2 separate regions of the Mus musculus genome follow, and region 1 is linked to region 2. A link is a contact called in public HiChIP or PLAC-seq data. All regions are on one chromosome and are shown on one strand. The core of a region is the stretch at or near the end of the contact, and the rest is flanking DNA. Distances in the headings are between cores, read along the strand shown.

What was found. HiChIP or PLAC-seq counts read pairs in DNA pulled down with a chosen protein or histone mark.
Region 1: an H3K27ac HiChIP or PLAC-seq map of embryonic stem cells shows a contact between it and region 2, with 6 times the contacts expected there. The contact joins two enhancer-like sites. A contact is called at or near these places in 1 of 39 promoter capture datasets (hippocampal neurons), 1 of 484 Hi-C or Micro-C datasets (embryonic stem cells) and 3 of 115 datasets of contacts at active chromatin or transcription factors (all in embryonic stem cells).

The regions. Positions count from the first base shown.
Region 1 is chr6:40,330,409-40,336,155 of GRCm38.p6, reverse strand. The region is part of intron 2 of Agk (acylglycerol kinase); the gene reads right to left. Among named protein-coding and RNA genes, the nearest start is that of Agk, 7.8 kb to the right of the region's middle. Within about 2 kb of position 2,450, at least 4 of the 459 cell types and tissues checked have an H3K27ac peak or open chromatin away from gene starts, as enhancers often do. A contact at or near this core is called in embryonic stem cells, where this site is marked.
Region 2 is chr6:39,444,511-39,450,006 of GRCm38.p6, reverse strand. No RefSeq gene overlaps it. Among named protein-coding and RNA genes, the nearest start is that of Gm52860, 23 kb to the left of the region's middle. Within about 2 kb of position 3,701, at least 105 of the 459 cell types and tissues checked have an H3K27ac peak or open chromatin away from gene starts, as enhancers often do. A contact at or near this core is called in embryonic stem cells, where this site is marked.

The DNA.
Region 1 (5,747 bases), core at 1,201-3,700, 890 kb before region 2:
TGGCCCTATAGGAGGTGTGACATATAGGATATATGTCACTGAGGGTGGACTTTGAAGTTTCAAAAAATCTCTGTCATTGCCAGCCTCTCCCCACTACCCCCTCCACCTGTCTTTCTCTCCTCTTTCAAATATATATAAGCTCCCAACTACTTCTCCAGTGCTATGTGTGCCTACGCTGCCATGGTCATGGTGTCTCTTCACAGCACAAATCAGCAACTTCTAGACATTGCTGATAAATATGAAGCTCAGTTTCATATTGCCAGGCTCTATCTTAACTATGTTACTGTAGGGGGCCTCTGAGAACTGTCCCTTCTTTCTCAATAGCGTGGCAATTGCACCCAAATCCTCTGGTCACTCACACAACAACAGTGTGATATGCTCTCACTGTCCCTATTTCTTCACCTGCATGTAGCTATGAATCTCATGCTATCATGCTACTATGAGACTAATAAGTGTATCATCAAATTATTAGGTAAAATAAACAATGTCATAAATACCAAGAGCTGAGAATCAGACCCAGCAACATTAATAGCTATTATCATTAAGGTCTCGAATCAATTGAATGGCACTGAAAAAAACCCTGTAGACAACTTCATAACCATTGTTTAGAAAGGCCAAGTGTACATCTAGTCATGTTTGGTGTTACATGACATAGAGGAAAAGAAATCTTCAAGATTAATACAAACCAATGAGCACAGAGCCCAGGACCATAGCTACAGTATCATTTGCTCTGCAAGCTTAACAAGGGACTTAATGTGAATGAGATTTTTTAAATCTTCAGGAAAAGATAGTAGGAATTCTAGCCAACTTGAGATGGTAGACAGTCTCTTGAGAAGAGAGATTTGGGTCACAGGCAAGGGACAGTAGTAGAACTGCTATCAGAAGAAGCCTAGAGCCAGAGGCATAAACTGAGACGTGGGGCCAAAAAGAAGCAAGATTAGAGCCGTCAGTACTGAGCCAAAGGGGTTAGTTGAAAAGTGGTGTCAAGGCTCCATGACCAAAACAGTAAGACAGACCAAAGGCAGAAGAAGCTAGGACAAGGCCTCCAGTGATTACAGACAATGACTTCCAGTCAGGTCCTCAAGGGTTCAGGTACGACTTGATGTTCTTAATGGTTTGGGCCTTATTGTTCTGAAGTTAACACTGAATGTAACTTAAAGTTTATTTTATGTTTATCTTATGTATCTGTGTAAGTACCTATGCCACGTATATTCATAGTACCCAGAGGCCAGAAGGAAGTATCAGCTCCTCCTGGAGAGACTATGTAGGTGCTGGAAAACAATCTCAGGTCCTCTGCAAGAGCAGCCAGTACTCAGAACCACAGAGCCATCTCTTCAGCCCCTACCTTAGACTTTTTCAAATTGTCTCATTATATATGGAAGGAGAAATAGAATAGGGCTCACATCTTCTTCAATCATTTGGCAGGTCTTTGTCTTCCTGCCCTAGTGGCTATCCCATGTCATTCATTGTCCAGATACCAGCAAGCACTTTGTTTTAACTCTCCATGGACTAAGTAGTTACTACATGAAATTACTCAGAGCATTTACTGAATGCATGTCTAGAACGCACTAAGCTAGACCTCTGCAGTGATCTTAGCAATCTTTCAATGACTCAATGAAATAGAACTATGCCCGTTCCACAGTTGAAGAAGGTAAAGCTTCAAGAGCCCAAGGTCACACCACTAGGATGTCTCACTGCTATTTGACTCCAGTGACAACTTTCACACCACGCTGCTTCCTTTCTTCTGCTACTTTTTAATCAGCAGGTTCTTTGCTACTAAAAGGCTAGAAAAGTAGAAAGGCTATTGCAGGTAAACCGCTGACATGATGAACAGGCAGCCTGGAACATAATCTTCCCTGGGGATCCCAGAAGGCTCGGTAAGAGCGGCTGGAGAGGAACGAGCAATACTTAAACTCTCTTTACTCTCAGCACACGGGGTCATTTCCTCCTCTTCAATTGCTCTCCCAGAGCTGCGCTGAGAGCCATTCCTGCTGCTCCTGCCAACTACAGCAGCCTTCGGCAGGAAAATTATATAGGAGAAATCTTAAAAAAATAAAAATGAATTTCTTCTTTGAAACTTGGGAGAAGGGAGAAAATATATGGAACTCTCAAAAGAGAAGAAATCCATAAATTACTACAAACAATAAAAAAAAGCCTACAAATAGGTGATGTCAAAAGATTAATAAAAGGAGGCAATAAAAATGGGACAGATAAATAAAAATTAAAGCAGACCTGCTGTGAGTGCCCTCTCACCTCTTCTATTTACATGGAGTGTCAAGAGAAGATAAATGTCTAAAGAAACACACCCAGAATCTCTCTCTCTTACCTCTAAATAGCCTTGTAGTTGGGCGTCATTTACAAAACATATCAAGTAAGTCTGCAGTCTGTAAGACACCAGCATGAAAGACAAAGAAAACAAAAGGACAGCCTAAGGTAACAACAAAAGATCAAAGACAGCCAGCGGAATGCAGCAGGTAAAGGTTGAAAAGTACTCACTTGGTTAAGAGGCTAGGCATGACTTTGTCAAAGGCCTGCTCAATCAAATGATGGCCTATAACCAAACTCCACTAACCTGAGTCTAAAATGGCAGAAAAGGTCAAGAGGAAAACATTAAAAGCTGGTACAAATGAAAAGACAGGGAGGGCAGTAGACAAACAGAATTGTCACTTCAGAGAAGACATGTTTAAGTTTGGAGTGGTTTTGATCAACAAGGAAAAAGCTGATGATTAAGGACTCAAATGAAGGCGCAGATGGTGAGGGCTGGGTACAAAGGAGACATCACTGGGCAGCAGGAAGGCTGCCTCATCCACTGAAGGAAAGAACACAAAAGTGTCTGTGTGTGAATAACCGGTCTGTAGTTTTTAATTTTCTCTTTAAAATGAGAGCTAAGGTTGTCTGAGTATAGAGAAGGCAGAGGATTTACCAGAAATTCAGGAATATTTCAGGATACATTTGTGAGCCATGGAAGAGGAAGCTGCCTATAGATGGAGTGCACTACTTGTTTAGAATTTGACAGCCTGGATGTGAGGTCAGAAGGGGCCAGCGCAGTGGCTACTCTGCTGCTTAGTGCCATACTTTCATCCTCCTCAATAAACACATGTGCATGAGTCCTTCTATGTGCAGGGGCTTCAGGATAATGCCATGCAATACAGAGGCTATATAGTATTATGATAGGAGAAGACACAAGCAGAGCAAACCATCACAATAGCAATGAGTGGGGTTTTGTGTGTATACGTGCACACGTGTGCATGAGCGTGCGTGTGTCAGTGTACTCACCTGTTTAGGTACTCACAAAGGGCAGAGGATGATGTTGGATGTCTTCCTCTATCAGTCTATACCTTTTCTGGAGACAGGGTCTCTCAGAGAACCTGGAACTCACAGTTTTGACTAGGTTGGATACCAGTAAGCCCAGGGATTGTCCTGTCTCCACAACTCCAAAGGTGCACACTGCCATATCTAACTTGTATGTGGCTGCTCAGGTTCCCAAATCAGTTCCTCACGTTTGCACAGCAAGCACTTTAGCCACTGAGCCACCTCACTGGCCCCACAACAACAGAGTATTCTATAGAGGAAGAGTTCATAGCATTATGGAGAAAATGCAGGAAGACTGCCTAATCTAATTAGAGAGGGAAGATGTCTTTGAAAAGACAGTACTTGAGACTTGGAGAAACTTCAGTTGCTCAGAAAAGGATGCCATATGCAAAGCCCTTCTAGGGATTCTGAAACATAATAATTTCATCACTTAAGTAGACTTGAGTTCGAGGCCAGCCTGGTCTACAAAGTGAGCTCCAGGACAGCCAGAGCTACACAGAGAAACCCTGTCTCAAAAAACCAAAAAAAAAAAAAAAAAAAAAAAGTAGACTTGAAGGCCATATGCAAAAATGTAAGATACGGGAAGGTTACCGATATATGCAGATGAGGCCAAATTCAAGCATGCTGCTAAGAATTTGGGATTTCAGTCTAAAAAGCAACAGCAACCTTCACTTGCAAAACAGCAGCATGGCAATGGTGTACAAAACAGAACAGTCAAAAAGCTGGGAAGCTCGTAATAATCCACACAGGAAGGGAGGGCAGTGTGGATGAAGACAGACAGTGGGGACAGACAAAAGAAACAGAACACAGGAGGAGACTAAAACCATTCAAATCCATGCACAGGGCATAAGAAACGTGGGTAAGGAGGAAGAGAGGCTGTCCAAATATCTAGGGAAACGAAATAGACAGTGAGCATGTCCACTAACTGAGGAGCAGGTTGAGCAGGAGGATTTTTGTTTTTAGGATGCTGAGTCAGAGATACCTGTGAAGCACCCTAAGATAAGTACTTGTATTGGCTACCTTTCTATTGCTGTGATAAAACATCACGACTGACGCATCTTATAGAAGGAAGAGTTAATATGGGCTGATGCTTCCAGAGGTTGAGCGTCCACAATGGCATAACAAAGGCACGGTAGCAGAAGAAGGAAGCTGGGGCTCATACCCTGACCCACAAGAAGGAAGCAGAGAGAGCAAACAATAAATGCTGAGTCTCTTAAACCTCAAAACCCACCCTTAATGGCAGATTTCCTCCAGCAAGGCCACACCTCCCAAACAGTACCACCAACTGGGGATCAAGTGTTCAAATGCCACAAGACTATGGCACTGAGACTATCTCCGTCAAGCTATACACCTAGGTCTATAGCTCAGAAGAGGTTTTTATAGAGATGACCAAAACCTGGGACTGGACAGAAGACAGTATGTACAACTGAGATCATTCAGGGGAGAGCATGACATATGAGACGAGGGCATCGGGCAGAGAACTCTTTCCTCATGCTTGAAGAAAGGGAAGGAAGGGGTCACAGAGGACAAGAAGGAGAGAGGCAAAGAGAGACAGAGGGCAAAAGTGTAAGTTTGGAAGGCAGGGATCAGAGGAAATGTTTCCAATTGTGCTAAGGGGAGGACTCAAGAGACTACAAGGCCAGGCAGTACAAGAAGGGTAATTGAGTCAGAGAACGTATGGAAGAAAAATAAGATACAAGTGCCAAGCAAGTGATGGCACATACCTATAATACCAGCACTTGGGAGGCCGAAGTAGGAAGATCCTAGTTTCATAGCCAGCCTGGGCAGCATAGCAAGACACGATCAAGTTAAAGGTTGAGGGAGAAAGAAAGGAAGGGAAAAAGAAGAGGAGAAAGAAAGAAAATGCATCTAAAATGAATGGAAAAGAAGAAAGTTATCTGTCTTTACAGATGTCATGAGCTTTTTATATAGAACATCAGAACGGTTTCACCCAAACACATAGAAAAAAATGTTAGGACCATAAAACAACCTCATCAAAGCCAGACCAAAAAAACCCAAAAAGATTAATAAAGTAAGCTGCATTTCCATGCACTGATTGAACAACACATAAAAGAAATTAAGAAATCAACTATACAAGAAGATCAAAAAGAATAAATATTTAGAAATAAATTTAGGTAAGATAAGAGATGTGTTCATTAAGAGCCACCAAACAAGAAGACATCTTGTGTTCATGGACTGGAAGACAATACTGTTAAAAATGGCCACAAAACAAAGCAAACTAACAATTCCATGTAATTCCTGTCAAAATCTCAATGGCACTTTTTGCAAAAATAGGAAAAAGCCATCTCAGAATTGATAAGAAATCTCAAATACCCTGGATGGCCAAAATAATCTAGAAAAAGAACAAAGTTGGAAGAGTCTCACTTCCTAATTTTACAACTTCTTATACCGCTATAGTTTTCAAAATAATGTGG
Region 2 (5,496 bases), core at 2,452-4,951:
TCAAAGCCTTCTGCCTTCCAGACCCTGTGGAGCAAAGTCTCCCTGCTTGATGACCTGTATTGGTTTATGGCAGCGTTCTAGAGCCTGGAAGTAATCAGCCATCCTTTGCATCAGAAGCCGCCATCCTTTCCCCACTGTTGCTCTCGTTGCTGTGTGACTGTTTAAAAGCACACTGTACTTGCCACTCAACTGTATCCTCTCTGGAATTCATTGTGCTTCCGCCCATGGACGTTTCCCTTTCTAATAAACATGTTTGTTCAGCTCTCTAGTGTACAGACACCTATAAGACACAATCCTATGGAATCACAGACAAGAACCATCACAATTGTGTGTCTTATTCTGTATCTGCTCTAATTAACCTGACAGAGGATGGACATTTGGCTGATGTAACAATCCCTATTCTGAGAAACCCCCGGACTTCAAAGAGAAGAGACAAATGCTTTCCCCTCCTTTTTATAGAAACCCTTTTTTGTTTGTTTCGAGACAGGGTTTATCTGTGTAGCTTTATCTGTCCTGGAACTTGCTCTGTACACAAGGATAGCCTCGAACTCACAGAAATCCCCCGGCCTCTGCCTCCGTGTACTGGAATTAAAGGCATATCCTACCACTGCCAGGCTCAGAAACCTTTTAATAAAAGTGAAATTTGGGGAAAGCAGTGAAGACTTGCAGACCTGCTGGCACCGGATTAAACATTAGTTGCAGCAGGGTGTTTTGTGGGCTTGAGTTGGTTTTATTATGAGAGCGAAACAATGTATCAGAGGCAGCAACAGTATCAGAAAGCTTTAAGATGCTCTAACTCTTCATCCAAAAAATACGAGGTCCTCATTTGTGCCGGACAAGCCACGCATTGTGATGAGGGTTCCCAGGGTTTTTGTTTTTGTTTGTTTGGGTTTTGTTTTGTTTTGTTTGTTTGTTTGTTTGTTTGTTTGTTTGTTTTTCTTTCAAGACAGAGTTTCTCTGTGTAGCCCTGGCTGTCCTGGAACTCAGAAATCCACCTGCCTCTGCCTCCCAAGTGCTGGGATTAAAGGCGTGTGCCACCACTGCCCGACAGGTTCCTAAGCCTTTTAACCTGTGCATGATTGCTGTTGTGGGCCACATAGGCAAGATGGACACACCCTGACTGTGCTCAACAACCCAGATTTATGGATGTACCATGACCAAGAGTTCCCAATTTTGAAGTGCTGGCCTCTGCAGCTCCTTGTGCTTTGCAGAGTGAGTATATCTGCCAGTGGGACAACATGAAGTATGTCAGCACGTGCTGACCTACACGTTCTGATGGGACGGACTATACACAGCTCTCTAGTACTGAGAAGTTATTTCTCCGCCAGTGAAATGAGCCAATTCAAACCAGATTAGATTATATTAAATGCAGGTTTATTGAGAAACTACTCTCAGCTGGGTGACTTCACTGGCCCTTAGGACTGAGGCCAGGGATGTCACCATGAGAAGGGAAAGAGAGGGGACGGAGAAGAGAAAGAAAGAGCACATGTGCAGAGAGGAGAGAGAGAGAGAGAGAGAGAGAGAGAGAGAGAGAGAGAGAGAGAGAGAGAGAGAGAGAAAGCCAGAGCCTGCCTGTCTGGATTATACAGGGAAGAACCTCTGAGAAAATGGCAGACGACCATGCCCTGGCCTGGGAAGTTCAGGGTTGGGGACAGGGTATGCCAGGAAGGAACTGAGGGATGCTGGGAGAACCTGGAGGCCAGGTCTGCTTTGATATGTAAAATATACATCTCAATTCCTTGTTCCAGGTATGAAGCCAAACCAATATAGTCTGGGACTCTGCTTACTATGGTCCGGTGCTCTACAGAGCTAAAACAATGATCTTCCCAAAATTAACTGTTCCTAAGAAAGCCTGCTAGGGGAAAGAAAGGGCTACAATCCTTGCTGTTGTTTTGTTATTTCCTCTAGTTGTTACAGTAACAACTCCAGTGGAGGAGAGCTTCTCCAGCAAGCTGAGCTGCCTACGAGTCATGCAGGGAGCTTCAGGAGGCAGCGTGTGTGAGTCACCAGTGCACTGGGATGATGGGGCAGGCTTTTCAGTGATGCAGCTGACTTTGAGTCATTCTCCTCCGTGTTCCCATTCACCCACATCCCTATAAGGAAGCCCTCACCCACACTGCTGAAACTCACCCCAGGAAACTAAGCCAGACTTGGATAGAAAGGTTCCTTTGGTCTCTTGACAGTGTGATACCTGAGATAATAGATGTTTGTCACATCAGAAAAAGTTACACAACAACTTAGTTCAGCAAGAGGAGAAATGTGCCTGGTGCCTGGTAGGGAGAACATTTCCATATTTCCTCTTTTTTATAAAATTGTTCTTTTTTCTTTTTTTTTTTTTTTTTTTAGAAATGGGTTGCAGGACTAGAAAGATGACTCAGCAGTTTAGTGCTGGCTACTCTTACAAAGGATCTGGGAGATGATTTGGATTCAGTTCCCTGGACCCAAGTGACAGGTAACAACAGTCTGTAATTCCTGTCCCAGGGGATCAGATGTCCTCTTCTCGCCTCTGCTGCTACCTTGGAAGCATATGGTGCACAGACAATACATGCAGGCAAAAAACACACATACACATAAAAATAAATAAATAAATAAACATGCATTCACATAAAAATAAATAAAAATTTAAGACCTATTAAAATAGTATTTTGGGGACTATTAAATATTTCGTAAAATATTGAAATGAAGTGACTTGTTTGTGCTAAGTTGATAATGGGCTTGCAGAGCATGCGTGAAGGCCTGGGTTTGATCTCCAGCACTGCGGAGACCAGGCCCAGGCGTGATGATGCATGTTAATAATTCCAGTGACCAGTGACATGGGTCTTTTTTTTTTTAATAGGATGATGGGACTCTTCTCCAAACAGTTGTGTCTGATCTAGGGACTTTGGGTCACTGAAGCTCAACCTGAGAGAATAGCTGAGTTTCTTTGTCACAGGCTCTTGTTGGAGTGTGCAGAGCAAGCTTTATTAAGAATTACAGAGGTGGGGGATGGTGTCACATTCCTTTGATCCTAACCCTGGCAAGGGCAAGGCCTGATGGGTCCCTACAGAGAGTTCCAGACCAGCTAACTAAAGGCTGCTGTAGTGAGATCCTGTCTCTTAAAAAAAAAAAAAAAAAAAAATATATATATATATATATATATATATGTATATATATATATATATATATATATATATATATATAGAGAGAGAGAGAGAGAGAGAGAGAGAGAGAGAGAGAAAGAGAAAAGGGAGAGCCGGGCGTGGCTGAGTTCGAGGCTAGCCTGTTCTACAAAGTGAGTTCCAGGACAGCCAGGGCTACACAGAGAAACCCTGTCTCGAAAAAGTAAAAAAAAAAAAAGAAAAGAAAAAAGAGAGAGCCATGATACTTGTTCTATGGGTTTTTTTTTCCTGTTCATATAATATATATAGTACACAGTGCTCCCATACATATATGCCCGCACCCCAGAAGAGGGCACCAGATCCCATTATAGAGGGTTGTGAGCCACCCAGTGGTTGCTAAGAATTGAACCCAGGACCTCTCGAAAAGCTTGCATAATTCTCCGTGACTCCACAGGCTCAGCCAACAGAGGGTCCGACCCTCTATTCTTATTCCCTGGCTCAACCAGGAAATCGCCTGTGATCTGTCCGTGCACTGCCCAGTTCCTCTGCTCAAAGCCCCTTCTGCGCGGCTGTGTCTGGTTAGCGGCAGAGCTCGACTATCTGGCGGATCTTGGTCTCTATGGGTGACCCAGGCACAGTTGATCATTCGCAGCTCCCTTTGTTTTCAAGAGGATTAAGGAGCTCCCTTTTTTTTTTTTTTTTTTTTTTTTTTTTGTTCTACTCTCCGGAACTGGGTGGAGGCTTCAGGTTAAAAGCCTTTTTAGTTTGTTTTTGTTTTGTTTTGTTTTTTGTGTAGTCCTTGCATGTCCCGGAACTTGCTATGTAGATCAGGCTAAAGTCTAACTCAGACTTCCACCACCTCTCAGGGTGTGCGGCCCCAACAAAAGAAGATATTCAAAAGAGGCACCTGAGTCTCTCAATCTGACTATCAATAGAATTGAAATCAATTGGAATAATGGACCGCAAAGAGATTGGAATTCCTCCCACGGAGCTCAGGCGAAGCGAGGAACCAGCAGGAGGGGAGATTGCTCAAAGCTGCAATGAAAAAAAAAAAAAAAGTCAAACTACCTTATGGAAGGAGACTTGACTGGAGCTGTGTTTGGTACAGGTGCGGTATGGTGGAGTAGAGCCTAAAAGGAATGCTAACACTTATTTAGCCCTTAATCTAAACTTAGATCTCATTCTAAGACGCTAAATTTGAACTTGGAAGGTTTCAATGATTTCACTTTGGTTGGTTGGTTGGTTTGGTTTGGTTCGGTTTTAAAGTACAGGGTTTCTCTGTGTAGCCCTGGCTGTCCTGAGACTCGATTTTGTAGCCCAGGCTGGCTTTAAGCTCAGAGACCTATCTTTGCCTCCCTGAGTACTGGGATTAAAGGCATGTGCCATCACACCTGGCTGCATTTCACAATTTTCGGTGATCACATTGAAAAGGAATAAATCCCAGATCACTGCTTTCTACTTTCTTTTTTCTTTTTTTTTTTTTTTTTTTTTTTTAAATGACAGACTACCACTGTATAGTCCTTGGCTGGCCTAGAACTCACTATGTAGATCAGGCTGTCCTTAAATTTGACCTACCAGTGCCTCCTAGTGCTATAATTGTTATAATTAAAAATTAATCCCAGCACTTGGGAGGCAGAGGCAGGTGGATTTCTGAGTTCGAGGCCAGCCTGGTCTACAAAGTGAGTTCCAGGACAGCCAGGGCTACACAGAGAAACCCTGTCTCAAAAAACAAAACAAAAAAATTAAAAGCATGCACCAACATACCTGGTCCCAAACTTCTTTTAGGATGTGGCAAGGATGCCCTGCATCCCTTGCTGAAAACAAGCACCACTATCTGAGTTCAGCCAGGGATAAAGTTCCAAGCTTGGGAAGAAAGCAGGGAGCTGCCCCTGTGTTAAAGAGTCTCGGAGGCTCATTGCCTAGAACACCCATGGTTTGTGGTGAACTGGAATGTTAGAAATCTGGAACCAAATTATTGTGGACTATCTTTAGCTTATTTTTTAAAAGATTTATTTATTTATTTTGTGTATATGAGTGCACACCAGAAGAGAGCATCAGATCCCATTACAGATGGTTGTGAGCCCCAATGTTGTTGGGAATTGAACTCAGGACCTCTAGGAAAACAGCCATTGCTCTTGACCACTGAGTAACCTCTGCAGCCCCCTATCTTTAGCTTCTTCTTCTTTTTTTTTTTTAAATCTAGTTATTTATTATATGTAAGTACATTGTAGCTCTCTTCAGACACCCCATAAGAGGGCCTCAGATCTCATTATGGATGGTTGTGAGCCACCATGTGGTTGCTAGGATTTGAACTCAGGACCTTCAGAAGAGCAGTCAGTGCTCCTACCAGCTGAGCCATCTCTCCAGCCCATCTTTAGCTTCTTAATAGCCATTAATA